Regions from separate parts of the Mus musculus genome. Here regions 1 and 3 are each linked to region 2. The links are chromatin contacts, called in public Hi-C and HiChIP or PLAC-seq maps. All regions are on one chromosome and are shown on one strand. Each heading gives the region's core, a stretch centred on a gene start, on an enhancer-like site or on the middle of the called end of the contact. The rest is flanking DNA. Distances are from core to core; before and after follow the strand shown. Region 1 holds the start of Pdk3 (pyruvate dehydrogenase kinase, isoenzyme 3). Region 2 holds the start of Pcyt1b (phosphate cytidylyltransferase 1, choline, beta isoform). Region 3 has its middle 58 kb from the start of Pdk3.

Evidence for each region. A called contact is a pair of places that touch in the nucleus more often than the background predicts. HiChIP or PLAC-seq counts read pairs in DNA pulled down with a chosen protein or histone mark.
Region 1: an H3K27ac HiChIP or PLAC-seq map of embryonic stem cells shows a contact between it and region 2, with 2.8 times the contacts expected there. The contact joins the promoter of Pdk3 here to the promoter of Pcyt1b in region 2. A contact is called at or near these places in 4 of 39 promoter capture datasets (embryonic stem cells, hippocampal neurons, pre-B cells and 1 more), 2 of 484 Hi-C or Micro-C datasets (brain and embryonic stem cells) and 2 of 115 datasets of contacts at active chromatin or transcription factors (both in embryonic stem cells).
Region 3: a contact with region 2 is called in a Hi-C map of the HPC-7 cell line, with 3 times the contacts expected there. The contact joins the enhancer-like site here to the promoter of Pcyt1b in region 2. A contact is called at or near these places in 1 of 484 Hi-C or Micro-C datasets (the HPC-7 cell line), 1 of 115 datasets of contacts at active chromatin or transcription factors (CD8 T cells) and 1 of 9 other capture datasets (liver).

The regions. Positions count from the first base shown.
Region 1 is chrX:93,830,042-93,834,197 of GRCm38.p6, forward strand. It overlaps Pdk3 (pyruvate dehydrogenase kinase, isoenzyme 3), which reads right to left and starts at 2,109. Exons shown (of 12, transcript NM_145630.3): 1 at 1,806-2,109. The coding sequence starts at 1,911.
Region 2 is chrX:93,672,404-93,676,575 of GRCm38.p6, forward strand. It overlaps Pcyt1b (phosphate cytidylyltransferase 1, choline, beta isoform), which reads left to right and starts at 2,709. Exons shown (of 8, transcript NM_211138.1): 1 at 2,709-3,073. The coding sequence starts at 2,957.
Region 3 is chrX:93,888,022-93,891,814 of GRCm38.p6, forward strand. No RefSeq gene overlaps it. Among named protein-coding and RNA genes, the nearest start is that of Pdk3, 58 kb to the left of the region's middle. Within about 2 kb of position 1,845, at least 123 of the 459 cell types and tissues checked have an H3K27ac peak or open chromatin away from gene starts, as enhancers often do. A contact at or near this core is called in the HPC-7 cell line, where this site is marked.

The sequences.
Region 1 (4,156 bases), core at 859-3,358, 160 kb after region 2:
AAGTATTCCATACAGAACAAAGGGAGGCAGCAGACTAACCAGAAGTACACCTACTTAATGGCTTCTAGCCCTGATGATGCTTTGGAAGGACTCGGGGTGCCCGCGACTCCATGCCCCAAGCCCCAAGCCCTGACCTCAACGCTTTAAAAGAGTAAACATTTGTTTCTAGATACTCACCACATAAGATTACCCACCATAACAATATCCTTACAGCAGTTTCCCTATTCAAATAACATCCTTGCCTATAAACATGGGAGATACTGCCATAGAAATAAAGTAACTGAAATTTCAGGTTTACTATTCAAACTTTCACAAACTTTGCAGGTGGGAGTGAGCCATTTCGTTTGTTCTTTCAATTAAGAGTGAATCTGTCTGTTTACCCTAACAAAAGGTTCCTGTGTTCACAATCATCTCTAACCCTAAGTTAGGAAAACATGCCTATTGATAGCAATAGCAACGTTTTCATTCTAAGCTGTGAAGTCAGGACCTGTCTCATCTCTGGGACCCACATGCCAGGAGGAGAGAACCAACTCCCCCAAGTTCCCCTCTGATCCTACAGATACACCATGATACGTGTGGCCACACAAACAAGTTCGTGCATAGATAAAATGTTTAAGAATAAATACATAAATTCTACACATAGCCAGAGGGAGTAGAGTCCAACTACTGAAAAGCTTTTGAAAATGAAACTTAAGATGCAAAGGCCAACTTCACCCTCACCTTAGATTTTCATCATCTATCTTTGGTAACTTAGCTTCTAAAACTTAATTTGGCATCAGCTTCAACCTCTAACCTGTACCTCTTTCCATCCCCTGTGTTGCTCCCCCAAATATAGACAACACCATATTTTGCATATCTGGTCCTCCCAGAAGGTTGTACCTATTTTGCATTTTTATATCCAACTGATACCATCCCATGACATTTAAATCATATGAATTCAACAGATCTAGGCTTTGAGAGCCTAAGTCATCTTGAGTTTCCTTGGGGGGATGCTGAGTTCCATATTTGTTTTATTTCAGGTGTTTCATAACCGCATTCGGCCTGCTGGAGTTAGAATGACATTCTCTGGGGGAAACATAATTGATCAGTTCATGGAAGGTGGCAGAACCTATTCCCATCTAAGTAGGCCTCAGACTTTATTGGGGGTCCTCTCCATTCCCATCCCAATCCATGTAAAATGAAGTACTAGCCCAGCTGCCAAAAGGGTGTAAGGAAAGGTGCTCACACTTAGGCTGGAGTTGTCCTAGAACCCCTGCTTTGTAGCCAGGAGCCCACAGGTCAGCTCTTACCCAAGACTCTGACTGCTTTGAAGTCAGAATCATAATGATGGCGTTCAGGTCCTGCCACTCAAGGCTACCCAACACCTTTCAGCAGAAAATTTTGAACAAAACGCCACTACGTGATTTACTCAACCTCAAGGTGTTTCTAAACACATCTTACACAACCATTAAAAACGCCTAAAAATAAAAACGTTTACGAGTTCTCTTTCTGAAGTTTTCAGGAGAGTGCGGTTTGAGTCAAGTAGATTTGAAGCTCGTAATGAATAGCTGGAGAGTTCTGAGTGGAATGAGGGTCCTTGGACGAAGCTGGGCGTGAGGGTGTCAGGCCCTGCCCCTCCACTTCCCGAAACCCGAAACCTATGCCCCAGGAGGGCCCTCAGGCATGCATCCCCATCACCCCTCCCGGAGCTTCTCACGGAATTTGCCCAGAAGCTTAAGTAAGAGCCCCAACTACGGGCAGGACAAGGATGGCGTCTCCCTCACTCCCGTGGGGCCTTGGAGGTGGCTCCAAGGAGTCAGACTTACCGAAGTCCAGGAACTGTTTGATAGACAGTGGCGACGGGGAGAAGCGGGAGTAGCGCTCGATCTGCTTGGGGACCGGCTGCTTGAGCAGCCGGTAGAAGAGCCGCATCCTCACTAGAGCAGTGTGCAGATCCGCCGAGCCGTCCGGGACCGGAGCCGAGGCGGTCACCGCCGCCTAGCCGCGAGGAGGAGGCGGCGCCGGCGGGGCTTTACCTCTACCTGGGGCTCGGCCTTGGCGCCAGCAGCTGCTCGCCTGCCGCGACACCTACACAAGTACCGGGCAGCAGTTGGGCGGCCGTGGCCGGCTGCCCGCGGCTTCCCAAGCCCCGCCTGAAAAAGGCGGGATCTGCCGCCGCACGTACGCGGCGCGCGTGGGATGTGAGGGGCGCTAAGGGGTACGCGGCTGCACGCGCGCGCTGCTGATTGGCTGCCGCCGCCGCCTAAGCTTCCTTAAAGCCCCGGTAACACGCACACAAACCTCCTGGGTCTCGGGCTGGTACCAGCCAGCTCCGTTCCTGCAGGTCCCGCCCCGGATCAAGTCTTGAGAAGTGCTCCGAGACTTGAAGGCCATTGGGAGCCCACGCCTGAGCTATTTTTAGGGGCTCTAGACCTCCCCAACCCGAGGCCCCTCTTCCGGAAGGCCCTCCTCAGATCTGCTGACTCCTCAGCTTTAAGTTGTTCCATGTGGTCCTACGCTTCCAACAATTAATTACAGAATTAAGTGGAAGCTACTGGTCCCACCCCCACCTCCCCCTACACACACAAACATTACACGCGACAGGATTCAGTATATTAGCAATTAACCTGTCCTCGGAAGCTCTACTCACTGACTGCCCACCTTCACTCCGGGTGAATACCTTTGGACAGGATTGTTACAAAACAGTATTGTTACGTCACTGGCTGTGGTTCCTGGTCCTAGACCCCTCTTTACCAACTGGGCCAATAACAGCATCCTTAGATCACTGTTTCATGCCTCTCTCACCACTAAGACCTTTGAAGGAATCCATTACAAACGAAGGTCATTAACACTTGGTTTCCATGAACCTAGATCCACTTGCCCCGAGACAGTTGTCGGGATTAGTAACAAATATTTAATTGCCCAAACATACACATCCATTGGAAAGGCTCAAATTAGAGCCACTGAGCCGGACGTGGTGGCACACACCTTTAATCCCAGCACTCACGAGGCAGAGGCAGGCAGATTTCTGAGTTCGAGGCCAGCCTGGTCTACAAAGTGAGTTCCAGGACAGCCAGGGCTACACAGAGAAACCCTGTCTCAAAAAAAAAAAAAAAAAAAAAACAAAAAAAAAACAACAACAAAAAAACCAAAAAACAAACAAACAAAAAAAAACAACGAAGGGAAAAAAATTAGAGCCACTGACCAGTGTCTTTCACAACCCCTCCCCATCACAAAACCCTGACTCAGTTTCACCACTACTACCACTTTGGTGCAGGAATCTATATATTACATTGTGCTAGATTGTCTTTCTATGACAGTGAGCTTAAATTCATGGCTCAGTATATGAAATCAGTATTTCCTAATGTGGATATAGGAACTACTGCTTGCTTTTAACTGTTACCACAAAACATTAATTTTTGTTAATGTGTAAAGCTCAACTAGAAAAAAAAAAGGTAAAAGTTCTTCTTGGTCTGATTATTAGTGGAAAGTTTCATGCCTTCATTTGGCTATGTAGCGCCTCTTTGCTTTATGAAACTGTTGGGCTTCTGCTCTTTGAATTGAAAGAAAAACAGCACGTGCCTTCAGAGACGTCCTGTGCTCTTCCCACATTTCCAGATTTTTAGGTACAACATAACATACCTGGGCTACTTTGCCTTTTCCATTCGAAGCAAAGCCTAAAGAGACTTAGCAACACCCTTTGGAAAGGGCAGTTTTACCAACACAGCAGAACACTGACTGCAGTTGGGAGTGTGTGGGCAGACAAAAAGGAGTGGCCTAAGGTTGTCTACTCATTTTCTTGGGTGCTGCCCACAGGTGGAGTTTTACTGGTAGCAGTTATGGATGAAGATCCCCGAGAGTTGGTGGGGAGAGACTTTTTCCACCTATGTGGCACAGCACTGCTGAACCTTCCAAACTCACCCATCAACTTTTTCATAATTTCCTTTCCTGCTGCACAAACTCCTACTTTAAATTCTTTTATTCTGATGTTTTCATTACTTCAAATTAATATGCCTAATTTTATGCTTTCCTAAAAAGTGGCACAGTCCTAACAGTCGAGGAAATGTGAAAGAGGCCTGTGTGATGAAAACTTGTGCTGGACCACGACTCAAAGGACACAGCTCTAAACTTGACCCTATCATTAGCAAGCTGTGTGACCTAAGACTAGTCTACTAGC
Region 2 (4,172 bases), core at 1,459-3,958:
TGGTCCAGGCTCTGGGGGGAGGGGGCTTCAGGAACTCAATTAGCAAGCAAACCTCTTACCTTATGGTGAGCGTCTTATTCCAGAGAGGGAATTAGAGGACCATTTAAGAACCATACCATCAGCTCACTGACCCAGTATGCCCTGGGAGTTAGGTGCTTTCCAGTGTAAATATGTGACTCTAGCTCATGGTCCACACACAAACTTTATCGCGTGTGACAATACCTACTAAACCAGGAGTGGCTCTTAAAATCCCAGATTCCTAGGCTCCATTCTCATTTAGTAGGTCAGGGAGGAGTGAGAATGTCTGAAGAGTTGCCAGGATTGTTGGGCCGATCCTTGGGGCACAACTCTCTGAGAACCACTTCTTGGTGGGGGTGTGAGGGGATGGGGTGTGGGGGGATGTGGGAGGGACAGAGGGTGGATCCAGATGAAAAATATCAAGACTGACAATGGCACTCTCACAGTCCACTGCAGGTGAAAAGGGCCCTTTAAATAACAATGAAAATGTAAAAGCCCAAGTGAAGCTCTAGGACTTCAGAAGGACCATTCTAACCAGATAGTAAAAGTTCATTGCCATGTAGATTTGGGGACTGACCAAACTTATTTTTTGGAGTGGCTATTTTAATCTAGTTGTATGATGTCTTTGTGTATTCATTACAATAAAATGATTTTTAAAAAATTTTTTTAAAATGTAGTGCAGGGCTTGTTTCTTCCATGCTGATCATCTCAGTAGAGCAAAACCTGTGGCCTGAGTGTTTTGTGTTTCTAGAAGGGCAGGCAGAATAGGAAGGAGAGGACCCTTCTCAAGATGACAGGGTAGTAGCTGGGAGATTTGCATCACTGGAGTTCTTTTTTATTCAAAGAGCTTTTTAATTATGTGTATATTCATGTGTCCGTGGGGGTGGGTGTGTGTAGGTATATGTGTGTGATTATAGGTGCTTTTGGAGGCCAGAGACTTTGGAGCTCCCTGGAGCTGCACTTATAGGTGGTTGTGAGGTATCTAACATGAGCGGTGTGTGCTCTTAACCACTGAGCCATTTCTCTAGTCCCTAGAGTTCTCTTAAGCATAGGTGATAGTGTCAAGTGAGCTACGTCATCCTGACTTAAATCGACAACTTTGGTGGGGTTTTGTTTGTCTGTTTGTTTTAGTGTTTGTTGTTGTTTGTTTGTTTGTTGTTTTTTCAAGACAGGGTTTCTCTGTGTAGCCCTGGCTGTCCTGGAACTCACTCTGTAGACCAGGCTGGCCTTGAACTCAGAAATCCGCCTGCCTCTGCCTCCCGAGTGCTGGGATCAAAGGCGTGTGCCACCACGCCCGGCTAAGACTGGTATTTTTATTCCATCCTGTGAACCACTGTTTCTCAAGTTATGGTCCCCATACCTGCAGCATTAGAATTACCAAGAAGCTCACTAAAAATGCAAATGCAAGCCCCACCTCAAACCTGCAAAATTTGATTTTTGGATCTGTCATGGGACCTATAGTTTTCACTCCTAAGACATTGCTGGCTGGTGATTCTGTTGTTGTCCACTGCTGGTCTGTGGCCACACTTGGATAGAAACCGTAGTTAGAAACACAAAATGAAAGCTTTGGAAGCATAAGGATTTATTCGGCTTGAATGGATTCTTCCTTAGTTCCTTTTGTGCTACACTTGCTGTATCCCTCCCTGCTCCTCCTCCCTCTTCTTCAAATGCCAGCTCCATTGCTTATGAACTTTGAGACCCTACGCAATTACTCTAAGTTGCAATTTCCTTACTTAGAACGTGGGGATAATAATAGGATCTGCTTTGGGTTCTTATGAAGATTAAGGAAGATCTAAGTAAAGTACTTGGCACTGCACCTGTGCTTAACAAATACTAGTGATTTTATTTCTTACTAATATTAGACATGGCATTTCACTAGAACAAACACTTTTGCAAGTTCTTTCCTTGGAATGTGTGTCTTCAGACTCCTCTTACACTGATGTTTTAGGATAATGTAAACACTAAGGCACATCACTGTGGTTTTTTTTCCCTCAGATTTCCATGAGCACTTGGATAGGAGTCTAGGCCCTATACTATAGGATATAGGGATGTTAGATAAGTGTACTGTGGAACAGATGACAGTAAGACTAATGGGGAAAGGCTGGCTGAGGAAGAGAGGGCAGTTAGACCTGGGAGGCAGGCTGTCAAAGACAACCTACCTCCTTTAAACTTCCTCCTGGAGCAGCCCCAGGGATAGACAGAGTTACAACAGGCCTTAGGCATCTGTCAGTGTTCCTGTCTTATGCAGTCCAGAAGATGAACACTCGGATGCCCACAGTGAGTTGCCGGACAAGCCCTCAGAAGCCAGTGGGCAATTGACCTAGTGGTTTGGGGCTTTAAAGTGGCTCTGCCTTCAGAACGATTCCTATTTAGCAAATGTTCTGACTACAACTGCATTAAATGCTCATGCCAGGGAATGGTCCTTTATGCTCTTTTGCGACGCGTCTGGGGCACCTCAGGAAACAGCTTTATCTTATCTAAGAAGTGCAGGGAGTCCTTACCAGGCACTGACAGAGACCTTCACAAGTGAATTAAATGCAAAAAACAAAAGCAGCAAGTTCAGGCCCGGTGGGTAAGGCAGGCCAGCCAATGGGCCCCGGCCGCTCCCAGGTGGAGTGGTACTATGATGACAGTAACCAACCAGCGTGCTCCATGCAAATGAGGATACTGTATCCGCACCAGACGCTCCCGTGCTGTCTGGTTGTTATAGTGATAAACTGAGGCCCTGCCTCTGGGCTTCTCCGAGAAAGAAAAGGGTGGTGTGTGCGTTGGGGGTGGGGGTGGGGGTAACCTCTTTACTTCCCCCCAGGGAAGACAAAAAAGAAGGGAAGAAGAAGGGGGATGGGTAGGGAAGAGAAAAATACGTGACAAAGAAAACATTCTTTGCCTGGGAGGAGACTCCCAGAGGGTGTAGAGCTGGAGGGAGCATTCACTGGCCATGCCAGTACTTACCACTGATGCTGAGTCAGAAACAGGTATCCCAAAATCCCTTTCCAATGAGCCTCCCTCAGAAACCATGGAGGAAATAGAGCACACATGCCCACAGCCTCGACTGGTAAGTAAAGACAAAGGATGGAAATGTATGCGTGGCTATGGCACAAAAGAGTTCCTTCTGTGCCCGCAGCCAGCGAGGAAAAAAAAAATGCTTACAGGATTTTCATGTAAATGAGAATGGAGCTGCAGCCTAATCCTTCTCAGCTGTTTATACTTAGCTCCTATACCGGACACTGTTCTCAGCTTACAAAGCATTATTGTATTGGCTGGGTAGGAAACGGGCTGCTGGGGATATGTTGTGCTTTTTTGTGCTTTGGGAGAAGAAAGAATGACCTCCCCCCCCCCTCCCTTTTAGGTGCATTGTCACAGTTTTAAAATGGTTTTCTTCTTCACAAACCTTGGACTGCTTCCCCGGTGAAGTTCTAAATTCTAGCTCAGGAACGATTTCTTTCTTTCTTTCGTTCTTTCTTTCTCTCTCTTTCTTTCATACCTAATGGCAAACGAAAACTATATGAAAACAAAACACCCTCATTCCTCTGATATATACCTTGAGGTTGCATGTAGAAAGAACGTGCGTTGAAAAGGAAGCGTGAACCTTTTTAGGACGATACTGAAGATTTCTAGTCAGGCAATGGCAACCTGGAGATGCTACGTTTATTTAGAATGGGGATGCATGCCTTTAAGAATGAAAGTACAGAAACAGGGCTAGAGCTTTCTTCTCTCTCAGTAACTGTGTCTCTATTGAGCAGCTTCTTTCACACTTGTTCTATTCTTTAGGTAAATGGGGAAGTTTCTTCTCAACCACTTCAGCAAACCTGGCCTCAAGGAATTAAAAAAAAAATAAAAAAGTCAAATAAATTGTAGGTTTCTTGAAGCTTGAAATCCTATACAACCTGGGGATACTGCTCTTTGAACCCCCAAATCCAAGACACAGACTAGAGTTATCCTTTCTTCAAGGATTTCTTCCAAGTTAAAACGTAAAGTGTTTTGATTGGCTGTGCAGTTTGACAGTAGGGAGACTTTTTTTTTTTTTAAAGAGGTTTGTTGTTGTTTTTGTTTTGGGGTTTTTTTTGGTGTAGAATTTTATATGAGCCCCCACATAATCTGGACTTACAGATTTCAATGCTAATCCACTATTGAACTGTTATTTCTTAATAAGG
Region 3 (3,793 bases), core at 595-3,094, 210 kb after region 2:
ACTACTCTGACACATCACCATGTACAGCATAGCCATATACACTGGGAAGCTCTACTCTGAGATACGATTCCAGGACCCTTGTCTTTCATGCTGTAGATGTACTACAGTAGTTGTCTTCACTGTTGTTAAAAACTACAATAACAATGACCTTGCTGGGTAAGTGGCACTTGGGAGGCAGAGGCATTCAGATCTCTGAGACTTTGGGTTCAACCTGGTCTATCTACCTTGTCTTAAAATAAAGGCCCTTCCAGCAGTACCTGGCACCATGGTAACCATTGTGGAACTGATTGCCTTTGTCAACATTATTATGACTGTTGCCAAAAAAGTTTACATTTTCCTCTTCAGAGTCCCACTCACTTTTACAATGAGGCCAAATGACAAAACATGCTTATTTTAGAAATTTTACAAGGAAAATAAGTCTACTTTTTAAAAAAAAAATCCCACATCTAGCCAGTTACTTACATTTCCAGGACAAAAGGCAATTTGACTTTGCTCAATTTGGCATTTGAGCACATTTCGGATTACTGCGGCCATGCACAGCCAAGCAGGACTAGACTTGTGTTTTTATTGTGTTCTTAACACTCAACCATAATTCCAGGCCTAACACTGCGTCTCTGCTCTCTGTGGGTATGTCTTTCCTACTTGGAAAGTTCCCAGAGGAGAGGAACAGTCACTCCCATTTGGGCATTCTTCAGGAAGCAACAGCACTAAGCCAGACTTTGCCAAATGCCCTGAACGGCTATGGGCCTTGCTTGCCACAGCTGTAAGCAGGCTATGACTCTGTTTCAATGTCCTCTGCTCACAAATGCCAGTTTGTAGCAGAAATAAATATAAGGAGACAAGAATTTTTCAGTGGAGTTTAATGAGATTCTTCTTACAGGTGTGTGTGTGTGTGTGTTTGTGTATGTGTGTATGTGTGTTTGTGTTTCTGTGTGTTTTGTTGTTGCTGCTGTTGTTGTTTAATGGCTGCTTTCATCTACTCAGCAACCTCAGACATTTGTGTTGCAGGGTACATGGCTCATTAAAGCCACCCGTTCCCACTCACGGGTACATAAATGAATAGGGCTGGCCAGAGCTGCACCCCATGAAAACATAGCATCTGTTCGCAGCTTATTATTTTTGCTAGCTGCCTGCCAAAACCCACAAGTCAATGGAGGGCTCTTTCTCAGCACACATAACAGTACCCTAATTGACACAAGTTCCTCTCTCTATCAAAGAGGCATACCAAGTGACAGCCGAGCGAAGAGAAGTGCAGCAGGGCAATGTGACGCTTACTGTCACATGAAACGGCCACTTCTAAAATTGTGTTTTAAAGAAAACGTAAAGTGGAGGGAGCAATAGAGAAGATTGGACAGACGTCCATTTCAGTGGCTAATTCTGCTTCCAGCCTCCCTACTGTGCTGCGCCCCAACTTTCCTCTGATCTTCTTTCCAGTTGGCCTGAGGGCCAAAGCAGAGAGCACTGGGCCAATCAAACTCTTCCTTTCTAGAAACACATTTTGCAATGTTCCCCTGCGAACCCACTATGCTTACTGGAAGTGAAGTAGGGGACAGAAGCGATGCAAAAACGAGTGTGCACTCTCATAGCACCGAAGAACAGGCTCCTCCCCCAAATCAGGAGCAGCTTCTAAATCACATGGAGAATCAGCAAAGGCGGAAAATGGATGTGCGTATATGAAAAATGTGCTGACGTATTATGCAAAGCTTTGCGTCTGCCTCCAAAAGCTGATAATTAAGAAGAGGAGGAAAGCAATCAAGGCTTGACTCTGTGTACCAAAGCACAGGAAAGATCCAGGGCTGTATTGTCAGCGCTGTTTCTCCTCCCCCATAATAGATCCTCTTCTCCCTTCCACAAGCAGTTTACAAGGCTATGTTTAGAATAGACGTCAGAGCTCGGAAACCAACTCGCAGAAGCAAGACTTTCCCAAGGGTGCCACCTAGTGGTACCTCTGTGTATTGCAACATAGCTTGGCCCTGCTGAGGATTCAGGATGCCAAAAGCAAATAACTTGGGATCAAGTCCCTCCATGATTACAAAGTTGAACCTTTGGGACTTGGCATTGGAATGGTGTGTTTTGAGTATCAAACACATAGGTGTCATGATGTGGTTAAAATGTTAAGGTGAGTCCACAAGGCAGAAAGCATGCATCGGGGAAACAGGTCTGCTCGTGCACTTGGCTGGTTTTATGAATCATTATATCCAGGACGTTTTCTTTTTCTTCATTTCTTCTGTATCAAGTCATGAAAAGATTTACAAAGGACTACTGAGAAAAGAATTCTGAAAGCGCATCTTCTGGCAAAAGGACTTTAGGTACACACACACACACACACACAGTGATCAAAACACTTTAAAATATCAGTACAAGTATTTGATATGAACCCTAGCAGAGCTTCATATCCTGTACAAAAATTCTGTCTCCCATAGCCTTGGCAGATCAGTCACTCTGAGTTCAGCCTTCGCTTTAGTGAGGAAACCTACGATGCTGAAACAGGTTTTCAAGACAATTTGGTTCTAAGCATACAGAAGCTCAGACTGTAATTCTGCGGACTGTCTACACTGGCCCCAGCACAGCCTTCTTCCAAGGGCCTTCCTCACATAGCTTCCACAGTAGCTCAGTGCCCTTCTTCCACACATCTCCTTTGCCACCACAAGCTTTCATTTGCCATAGTACTTAGAGCCTTCGTTCCCAGGTTCCCCTCCCACCCCCTGGAGACAATGCTTCTTTGAAAATCTGGCACACAAAACCAAATGCACGTTCCCCCGTGACAGCCTATTCCACCTACAGATTGCCTCACTTGAACTTATTCAAAACACACAGACACTCATATGTCTGCCTCTCTCTAGTTAAACTTTCAACTTTTCCGGTTTAAAGAGCAACAACCAACAATAAGATGGGGGAGGGGGCAAGCAAACTCTGAGCTGTGTGGAATTCTTCCCCACCCCACCCTTTATACCAGCATGCCTATTCCTCCTGTATTTCTGATTTAAATGTAACATACACGCCTTCTCGTGGCTAAATTGAATTTGCCTCAAACTCGAACCTTTTCTAGCATTATGACTTTTGTTCTGCGAAGTGTAGAGTACACTTTGTGTCTAGCGTCTCCTGATGTCAGATTCCTGTTTTTGGTGTGCAGCCCTTTAAAAGCAGAGATATTGTAGCACCACAGGCTTTAAGGTGCTTTAGCCTGCCGGTTCGTCTCTTCTGCAGTTTCTTCTCGAAGACACCATTCTCTTTTGCTCACATCTACCTCTTGGATTCCGTGGCCATGATCTCTTGCCTGTATATTTTGGTGAAGTTTTGCAATCTTCTTTCCTAACTCCACACACATTCCTGGAGATCCTTTTCTTAGGCATGCCCAATTATGTTTGTCCTTCTACATCTCGTCTCATCGTCTCATCGCCCCTGCCTGTCACCTCATGGACGATAATTAGGATTGGTCTATCAACTCTCCTCTGGGCGTTAACAACACTGTAAGGTAATGAGAGATAAACAAAAGAGACATGACAAATGATTAAAGCCAGAGATGAGGCTAGGACGAAATGCGTAAAGCAGATGTAGAAAGGACTCCAGGAGGCCTGAGTGTGTTTCATAATTTTTCTCTTGGGCTCAGGCCAAATCCAATAGACTGAACAGAAATACATGAGATCACAATGGGTGGAAGGTCTTTCCTGGTTCTTACCTTGTGTATACTAATTCCTGACCCAGTAGCACCACATGTCTTCTGGGACTTCATAAACTGGATCTTATACTATTCCTCTGCCATGAGTATTCAGGAACCAGAGGATTCTGAACA